Linked DNA regions of Gossypium hirsutum: region 1 is linked to region 2. The links are chromatin contacts, called in public Hi-C maps. All regions are on one chromosome and are shown on one strand. The core of a region is the stretch at or near the end of the contact, and the rest is flanking DNA. Distances in the headings are between cores, read along the strand shown. Region 1 holds the start of LOC107914943. Region 2 has its middle 12 kb from the start of LOC107914956.

The links. Hi-C and Micro-C count contacts between places; a contact is called where the count stands out from the background.
Region 1: a Hi-C map of leaf shows a contact between it and region 2, with 1.7 times the contacts expected there. The contact joins the promoter of LOC107914943 here to the enhancer-like site in region 2. A contact is called at or near these places in 4 of 34 Hi-C or Micro-C datasets (hypocotyl, leaf and petal).

The regions. Positions count from the first base shown.
Region 1 is chrD10:46,118,075-46,122,851 of Gossypium_hirsutum_v2.1, forward strand. LOC107914943 reads left to right here and starts at 2,186. Exons shown (of 3, transcript XR_001689101.2): 1 at 2,186-2,371; 2 at 2,590-2,719.
Region 2 is chrD10:46,073,968-46,079,470 of Gossypium_hirsutum_v2.1, forward strand. No RefSeq gene overlaps it. Among protein-coding and RNA genes, the nearest start is that of LOC107914956, 12 kb to the left of the region's middle. Within about 2 kb of position 3,079, at least 8 of the 9 cell types and tissues checked have an H3K27ac peak or open chromatin away from gene starts, as enhancers often do. A contact at or near this core is called in hypocotyl and leaf, where this site is marked.

The DNA of each region.
Region 1 (4,777 bases), core at 936-3,435, 43 kb after region 2:
TGTTTTTATGATTCATGCGTTTATTGATTGACCCAAAGGTAAGTTAATATTTGGCAGAATTTCAACGCCATCTGTGGTGATAAATGTGTGATAATTATAAGGTATTTTATGTGAGCAATAAGTTAGTCCAAAGATTAATTAATTGTTTGACATAATTTATTGTCAATGATTGATTGCTACAAGAAGAGTATTGCTTACTGTTAATATTACTGTCTAAAGACTTGATATTAATGTTGTGTTTGGTATCTTTAGATGAGATTAGCCATTATCTTGAATTTATTGTTTATTTATGAATATTGGTTTGAGCTTGTTTTTTATTTGTTCTATATTCAGCTAGTTCATCTTATACTGCCACAATATCTACTAATATAAATGCTATACCCATACTTAATGGGACTAATTTTAAGAAATGGAAAAGGCACCTACTTACAGTGCTTGGCTGTATGGACATAGACCTTGCACTAAGGGAAGAACAACCTGCACCTCTCACTACGGAAAGCACCCCTGATAATAAGAGGGATTTTGAGAGGTGGGATAATTCAAATTGCATGAGTCTAATGATCATGAAACACAGCATTCCAGAAGCCTTTAGGGGCACAAAATCTGAAGAGATTACTTAGGCCAAAAGTTTCCTTGATGAAATTGAGAAACGTTTTGCTAAAAACGATAAGGTTGAGATGACATCACTTTTGACTTCTTTGATGTCTATGAAGTATAAAGGTCAAGGAAATGTAAGGGAGTACATTATGGAGATGTTTCATACTACTTCAAGACTTAAGGCACTTAAAATCGAGCTTTCTGAGGAATTGCTTGTTCTTATGGTTTTGGTATCGCTTCTTGCGCAATTTAATCAATTTAAAATTAGTTACAACTGTCAAAAGAAGAAATGGACTCTAAACGAGCTCATTTATAATTGTGTGTAAGAGGAAGAAAGGTTGAAGCGTGATAAATCTAAAAGTGCCCATTTGGCCAATGCCCCTAAAGAAAAGGGAAAGAAAAGAAAATATCATAATGAAGCTGCTAAGGGTCCAGCTCAAAAGAAACGACAACAAGCTATAGAGAGTTGTTTCTTTTGTAACAAGTCTGGACACGTGAAGAAAGATTGTACCAAATATCATGCCTGGCGTGCAAAGAAAGGTATAATTCTTAATTTGGTCTGTTTTGAGGTTAATTTAGCTTTACATAAGTGTTGCTATGCAGGGTTACTTGAGTTACTGAAAGCCAAGTGATGGTGAAAGACACATCTTCGTGGGCGATGGAAAATCGGTTGAAGTGGAAGTGATTGGCCATTTTAGGTTGTTATTAGGAACTAGTTTTTATTTGGATTTAAAAGACACTTTTATTGTACCGTCATTTAGACGGAATTTAGTTTATGTTTCTTCGTTGGACAAATTTGTATATTATTGTTCATTCGAAAACAATCAATTTAGTTTGTCTTTAGATTTGAATGTTGTTGGAACTGGTTATTTAAATACTTATAACAACCTTTATTTGCTAGAAACAATTTCATCATAAAATGAAACCTTGCATGTAAAATCACGTGGTATTAAACATAAATTAAAAAAGGAAAATTCAACATCATTATGGCATAAGCGCTTAGGTCATATCTCAAAAGTTAGAGTTGAACGCCTTGTGTCTGATGGTATTTTAGAGTCCCTTGACTTCACAAATTTTGATGTTTGTGTCAATTGCATTAAGGGAAAACAAACCAAAACCAAGAGATTGGGTGCCAACAGATCTTCGGACGTCTTAGATTTAATTCATACAGATATTTTTAAGCTATTCCCTACGGCATCCTAGAATGGTCAACAATATTTCATAACATTCATAGATGATTACTCACATTAAGGGTACCTATATCTAATTAATGAGAAATCTCAATCTCTAGACGTGTTCAAAGCTTATAAAGCTGAAGTTGAGAATCAACTTAACAAAAGGATTAAAAACGTCAGATCTGATCATGGTGGTGAGTACTACGGTAGATATGATGGCTTAGGTGAACAATGTTCAGGACCATTTGCGAAATTCCTAAAGGAATGCAGTATTGTCCCACAATACACCATGCCATGATCACCGAGTATGAATGGTGTAGCTGAAATACGAAACAGGACTTTTACAACATGTTTGGTTGGCATGAATAGCCATTCCATTCCTTGCCTATTCAATTACCCACCACCAAACGTTAGTTTGGTTGGCTGTAATATCATTACAGCCTGATTCCATTCAGGCCCTATTACACCCATCGACTATAATAGCCGTTCATTCCCTTCAACGCTGAGTAGGGATTTCATCCACTGTTTCTTTCCTATTTTTCATTTTCTGCCCTCAACTTCATCTTCTCCTACATTTCTTTCTTTTCCAAATTGCAGAGGTAATTTTTTTTTTTCCTTTTTTATGATTTTTCCTTCTTACGTTTGGGTAGTTAGAAACTTTTCTGCCCTCAGCTTTATCTTCTCCTACATTTCTTTTCTTCATTTTATCAGGAACTAAAATGAAACATAAAAGAAACTTTATGATATTTCCTTCTTATGTTCTTCCCCTTTTCCTGTTAATAGAAACATAAAAGAGAAAGGTATTTTTTTCCAACAGATTGAATGCAAAGGAACCGATGGGAGAAGAAAACAAGAAGATTATGAAAGAAGAGGTAATTGCAAAGCTCAAGGACGATGGTGACTTCGACAAGCTCCGTCTCAAAATCGTCCGCAAGCTTAAGGACAACGTATGTTCTTTCTTCTTCTTTTTTTAATCACCAATATTATCTACTTTTTTTAGCTTTTATATATTTTTTCTAGGATTAAGGTAAAAGTTTTAGAATGCTGAACTTTAGGGTAACCTGGAAATCATGGATGCTTGTTGTCTGTGATTGTTTGCTTGAATGAGTTTTGTCTTGATTTTGAGTTTTGGGTATTTTCATGGAATTTAATTTGATTATTATATCTGGGTAAAATTTATTAATTTCAAATTCAAGGCCATGTTTGATTAAGCTGCTTTGCTGCTATAGATTGTTGACAAATGTGATTATTGTATATCGATTATCAGCCTATGCTTTTCGAAAACAAGCCAAATAGCTTGATTCAACTTGTTTAGATAAAAGCAGTTGTTCAGCTCGAGCTATGTATTTTATACTTGCTTTCTTTCCTAATGGATTCAAAGAATGACTCTGTCAACTCAAGAACACGCCGAATGCAACCTTCGTATATTTATTACTTTAAATGAATATAAAGTAAATAGCGGCATTCTTACAGTGTCCCTTTATAATATGTTCTGAATAAAGTAATAAATTTACCTTAGAATTACGCAACAACATCATTTTAGCTGTGAAGCAGTCGGCAGCACTTAACTGTCTTGGCTCTGAAAACATGAAAGTAAGGGAACTATCAGATGCCATACATGATGAGGTTGGGTAAGTGGACCTTGTTGTCAAAGTTATTTAGGACTTTAAACTTAAGAACTTCATTTATATGTGTATATATGCATATAAGAGTGAAAATTAAGAATACATACTGGATTTCTTAGTTGAAATAATGCGTGTTCCCGAATAAAATTCTTGCATATTTCTTTATGGTGTGTTTTATTTATGCGAAATCTAGTTATTAAAAATTTCAGCATTGGGAATAATAAGATATGGATATAAGTATAAATTGGGAGAAGTTTGTGAGAATAATATCAACTCAGAGTTCCCGAAGCTATTCAAGAGTATGTTAGATTTTTCACTTAATCTTCACATATGCTTCACCAGCTATAAGTTCTTGTTGGTTGTTTCCATGTAGTCAATAATGTAGATGTTAATGTGACACTTGAATTTTTTATAATGATTAGGAACAAAGTGATGGGCAAGATTTCAGATAGTCTCTGGGAAATAATAAGATTGGAAGGTAGCACGAGAATTGAAATTATAGAAACAGTTGTTTCCCACAGAAATAATAATTAGAGTAAACTTGCAAGTTGTTTCCCATAGCCATTGTGATGTAAATGTTGCACTATAAATGGATTAGTCGTGACCCACTGGGACGGTATACCTCTTTCTCTGCTCTAATGGCCTTTCCTTTCTGTTTTCAATTGGGGAGGGAGCCTTTTATCTGCTAATTGTAATAACCCGGTTCCATATTCCTTTTTGATAATTTTTTCTATGCTAGAATTCTTGAGAATCAGCAAGGGGTTACTAATATTGTAAGAGGCTGTTTTACAAAAATAACCTTTCTTATTGTCATATGCTGGTTTTCACTAGTTCCTAATCTCTATTGCTTTATTTGATTGTTACTAATAACTGGTTTATTGGAGCTTTTGAAAATGCACAAGGTAGGGATGTTAAAATTGAAATTGTATGTACCTCTTATTTGAACGACTTTCTAAACTTTGTATCAACTATGTATCTCCCCTTTTTTGGAGAAATTTACATTAATTCCAGCAGCAAACAGGCTGATTTTCCAATGTTTCTATTTCATATAAATGCACTTTGTAGGACTTCTTTGGCACATGAAATGACCATATTAATTCTTTTCATGGATTTTTCTCTCAAACCTTTCTACTTATTGTTGTTGCTGATCTTCTGATAGACATTATTACTATTTACATTTTTTAAGCAACTTCATTATCAAGTATTGATTTTGAGTTTAGAAAAGCAAAGATACTCCACATCTATAACTGGATTAATTGATGAGCGTTAGATATATGTATGTACTTGACATACCCTTGAGTGAATTCACCAATTTTATATTCTGATTCTGCTCGAGTAAATGTCATTAAGTTACCTTGTGCAAAAGATGAATTTGCCTCA
Region 2 (5,503 bases), core at 1,829-4,328:
AAAACATAGTAAAATATAGCTGAAGATCTTTAACATCATCGTCATCACCTTGACTATTATCATGAGCACTATTACTAGTAAAACAACTTTGTTTTCGTAATAACATTTATAATCTAATAGTAAAAATCATTTAATAAATAATCAAAATTTTCATGTACAATGCTTGAAAATTATCCGATAAACATTGTACTAAATTTCAATACCACATATATATTATAAAATTTTATCTTGCTCTAATAAAATATTTAGAAGTTCAATTTAAAAGATATCATACAATCATTCAACATTAGCAAGTTAATAAGACTCAATACATCCTATCAAATTTCCCTTTAATCAACAATGGTAGGTTTTTCAAAAATATTTAATAACAAGAATTTAATAATCAAAATTTTAAACATCTAAATAATATGCATAATATAACTTAATTAAAAAAAACTTCAAAAAGAATGATTTACCAAAAAAAAGTAGAGAAAACATATCATATTAATCGCAAACATATCTAATCAACAAGTATGTCTTCTACATAAAAAAAATTAACATAGAAAGGCAAAATTTAAATACCATAAGAATGTGAAATTTATGTCAAATAAAAATTAATAGTAGTCACACCTTAACTGAAAAAAAAAATATGGTTGAAATATAAAAGTTTCTTACCAAATCTATTATTTACCCATGCTTGTACAATTATAAATCAAAGATCGGGAATAAGAACCACAATTCATTTTGAGATTAAATAAAGTTCTAAAGAAGAAAGTTTAAGGTGAAAAGGAATTTGATTTGTAGGACGGTTTCGAAAGATTTTGAAAAAATAGAGAATTATCATACTGATAACGTGTTATAAAATAAAGAGAGATGGAGAGAATAAAGAATAAAGAAAATATGAAAGTAATAAAGAATGTACTTTATTAATCAAATGGATAATTACAATACTTCATCAGAGTCTCTATTTATAGGCATAAGAAGTATAAAAAAAAGTAGAGATCTAATTCTAATAACTATTAGAATTTAAAGTACATCAAAATTTTATCTTAATCATGATAGACATCCACTTAATAAGATATTCATAACAATTTTGTTTTTTTTATTCATTTTCAATTTTACGGTGGAGAAGTAGTTAAAGAGTTTGCAAATTACACCCTCTTCTCCCTCTAGTGTTATCCAACTTTTTTTCGCGTGGACCTTATCTAAAAAGATAAATACCAGACAATTTTGTTTCAAAGATGTTCATAGGTCGAGTCGGGTCGGTTCAAGCTATGATTCGAACAATTTTAAAGATAAATAGTTGTTTAATTAATACTTGTAAACATTTAGCAAAGCAAGTCGACACGTAAACAAATCCAAGGTTGAATGGTAATGTATGTTGGACAAAATACGTTAGCGAATAAAATAATTAAATATAAATAAATACATATTTATATATAAAATAAAATATAAATAGAATAATCTATATTAAAATTTTTAAATACGTAAACCAATAAAAACCGTAACAAAAAGTTGAAATCGAAAGGAAGAATAAAGATTTACTAAATGTTGAGGCCTGTTTAACCCAGTTTCCTTAAGACAGATTCGACTACTCCTACGATACTTTGAGAAACGTTGGTCGAATGTCTCCCAGGATACAACAACACAACGATCAAAATAGTAGCACCTCTATAGCGATTAACGAACAAATATTGTCTTTTTCTATCACTGGAACGTTGGAAAAGAAGAATTTTGAGAGCAAAATAAATTCGGTGTGAGAGAATATCAGTGTTAAAAAAAATTCTTCAAAATTCATAGTCTTTTATAGGCATTTAGTATGGTGGAATTTAGGAAATTTCCACAAAATCTTCCATTAAAGGAGCCAACAAATCAATTTAATTAAAATTAAATCAAATTGATTGGAATCAAATAAAATAAGATAAATGTCCTTTTATAAACAGTTTTGTATGTCTGCTGAGGAAAAATGATTTTGTGTTGGGCTAAAAATATTCACAAGCTCATTTTGGGCCCGACCAGTCCGGACATTTTGCGTCGCTCACGTCGTGCAAGGGTGCCCAAACCCAAACAAGTTTGGACTTGCACCTCTTGCGCGTGAGACATGATTCCAAGCTTAGTCATTCAATCATCTTTTAAGAGGGTTCCCATACATATACACATCTCACACTTGGTATTTAACCAATGTGGGATCTAAGCTTTTACTTTTCCTCAACAAATATTTCCAAGTAGCTTACTTTGAGCATCAGTTTCTCATTCATCACTCAACCATTTTGAGCATATGATATACCGTTGTAAAAGTCTCATGGATTAGAATATGAAACCATAATTTTATAATTCAACTCTCCACCTTTACCTATTAAGAATATGCCTCAAAATTCCCATAAAATACAATTTTTCCAACAAAATATCTTAAACATGTTAAATATCTATAAACGATATTAAATATTTCTAAATAACTTTTTTACATAAAAATAGGCATGTTTTATAGTGTTGTGGTTTAATCAAGGTGATGCATTTCTAGTTTGTTTTTGAATTCTTCCTATGTTGTGTTTCATTGTCAGTTTGTTTTTCTCCTCTTTTGGAATTATTTTACGGACATGACATTTGCACATTAATTTGTAGTATCTTATTTATCGTTTGTACTACATGTCATATCTCAAATTATTTATGATGCCATAAAATGATGTCTTGGATATATTCTTTAACAATGTCATAGTCAATTTCTTCTTCATTTGTTATCTTACTTGATTTCTCAATGTATTCTAGTTCTAGATAAAAAAATTTTCTTTTAATTTTTTTTTGTTTTGGGTTAGCTTAAATAGAATATAAAAATTGTCTTTGACCAATGGTTTGATAATTATTATCTTGTACAAATGTAGTTTGATTTTTTTTTACAAGGAAAATGTAGCTTGTACAGAATTCTTATGTTTTTTTAATAAGTTTAGAGTTTAGAGTTTGAGAAAAACTTTTAAGACAGGACTTGCAAAAAATAAGGGAAAAGCTATTACTATAAATGGCCTACCAAAAACTTCACACACTGCCTGTTAATATAAATGGGCTTTCACTTGGGTCTAAGGAAAATCCATTTGATGATGGATCCAAAATGGATCCAAAATTGAGAGAAGCTAACTCAGTCCCAATGACGTTTCAAGCAGTCGGACATGGTTTAGACAAAAGAAGAAATTTGGATGTATGGATTTCAACAAACAGAGGGATTTCTTTGGGTGAAGGAGAAATGGGAAGGCTTCCAGAAATAGTTTTGAAAGGTGAAAGAGGGGAAATATTTGGACAGCGGCCAACGGATGAATTGGAAGTTTTAATAGATTTCTGGCCAGCTGGTTAACCCAGCCAGAATTTCTGGAAGTTGTTACAAAATCCTGGAGAGTTGAAAGTAATATTGTGGACAACGTGAGCAACTTTATCAATTTGGTTCAGGATTGGAACAAAACTATTTTTGGGAATATCTTTGCAAGGAAGAAAAAAGCTTTGGGGGAGTTAAAACGGGTTCAAGGTGCCTTGGAGAAGTATAATTCTACTCAACCAAGGGAAAAGGAGACAGAACTTCAGTGTGAAATAGAGTCTATTTTGAATCGGGAGGAGCTTTTTTGGGCCTAGAAATCCCGATGTGAGTGGCTTTCTAACGGTGATCGCAATACTCTCTTCTTTCACAATCGTACTTTAAAAAGGCGGAAAATGAATAGGATTGAAGCCTTGAAGATGGATGGGGTTGAATAGTGTTATGATGCGACATCTCTAAAAAATCATGCTGTGGATCATTTTTCGAATCTTTACATAGTTGACAATTATTCGACTGAGGAATTTCCTAGTAAGGGATATTTTCCGAAGATTAGCCAAGAATCTATGGAGAGTCTTAACAGCGACATTATTATGGAGGAAGTTCGTCAATCTGTTTTCAGTATGGCCCCTCATAAGGCACCTGGAATAGATGGGATACATACTAAATTTTACCAGTCTCACTGGGATATCGTAGGTAATAGCATCTTCAAGTTGGTTGATGGTGTTTTTTGTGAAGGTAGGTTGGATCCTAGCCTAAATCGAACACTTTTAGTTCTTGCCCTGAAAAAGAGTGGTGCGGATACAATGAGTCAATTTTGACCCATTAGTCTGTGTACTATCCCTGTACAAGATCATTACAAAAACAATTGTAATCTGCCTCCGGAGTCTTATGCAAATCTTGGTGAAATAAAATCAGTCAAGTTTTGTTCCTTCACGGGATATCTCGGATAATATCATAATTTCCCAAGAGGCAATTGACACAATGAGAAACACCAAAAGTAGGACGGTAGATCTCGAAAAGGCTTGTGATAGGGTTCGATGGGATTTTCTTTGTGATACCCTGTCTGACGTTGGATTACCGGAAAGGTTGATAAATATGATCATAGTGTGTGTGACTTCAGCTTCCATGCAACTTCTATGGAACGATTCTATCTCTAAGTCCTTCACTCCATTTAGAGGGCTACGGCAAGGAGATCCACTGTCCCCGTATCTTTAATTTTGTTCTAGGACATTTGATTGAGTCGGTCATAGAAAAGCAACTTTGGGAACCGTTAATGCTTTCTCGTCGTGGGCCAGGATTATCCCACATGTTCTTCGGTGATGATTTGGTTTTATTTTGCAATCAGAGTGTCTTAAATAGATTCTTGTATTAATTATCAGAAAACAAAATTATTTTTTTCGAATAATGTATTGGATGAAGCTGCTGAAAGCATTCGAATCAAACTCGGGTTTACCATGGTCACGGATCTAGGGGGTTAATAATTTCCAGTTTATATTGGATTAAGTTCAGAATCGTCTCTCCGGTCGGGACATGCGTAGCCTTTCCTTGGTTGGTCGGCTTACGTTGGTGAAATCCGTCTTAATGACGAGTCCTAATTATTTTATGACAACGGCCAGAATCCCAACCACAATTGGTAAGGAAATAGAAAAAATAGCTCGTGGTTTCCTGTGGGGGGCTTCTTCCTCAGGACACAAACCATCTTTGGTCAATTGGAAGGACTGTTGTAAGCCACTTGTAAATGGGGGTCTTGGTATACGTCGGTTGCAAGATCAGAGCGAACCGTTTCTCTTAAAACTTGGATTTAATTTGATTACAAGTGCAGACACATTTTGGGTTAGAGTTTTACGTAACAAATATCGTATTCATGGGCTGATTCCGGATCATATTCTTTATCTCATGTTTGGGATAAGGCTAAAAAAGGCCTCGTCTGGACGGTACGGTATGAACAAATGATTAATTTTTGGAATGATGTTTGGTTGAAAGATGTGGGGCTTTTAAAGTACCTTTATACTGGGCAAGGGAATTTGGATGAGTCCACTCGTGTATGTGATGTTGTTAGATCGGAAAGCATATGGAACTTGCAATGGCTAGATTCGGTTCTTCCTCGACATGCGATAAATGGTATTTTGGCGTGTAAAGGACCTTCGCGGGCTAGCAGGGCCCCATTTTATTTCTTGGCGATGGGTGACAACTGGGAAATTTTCAGTTGCAGAATCGTATAAAAAC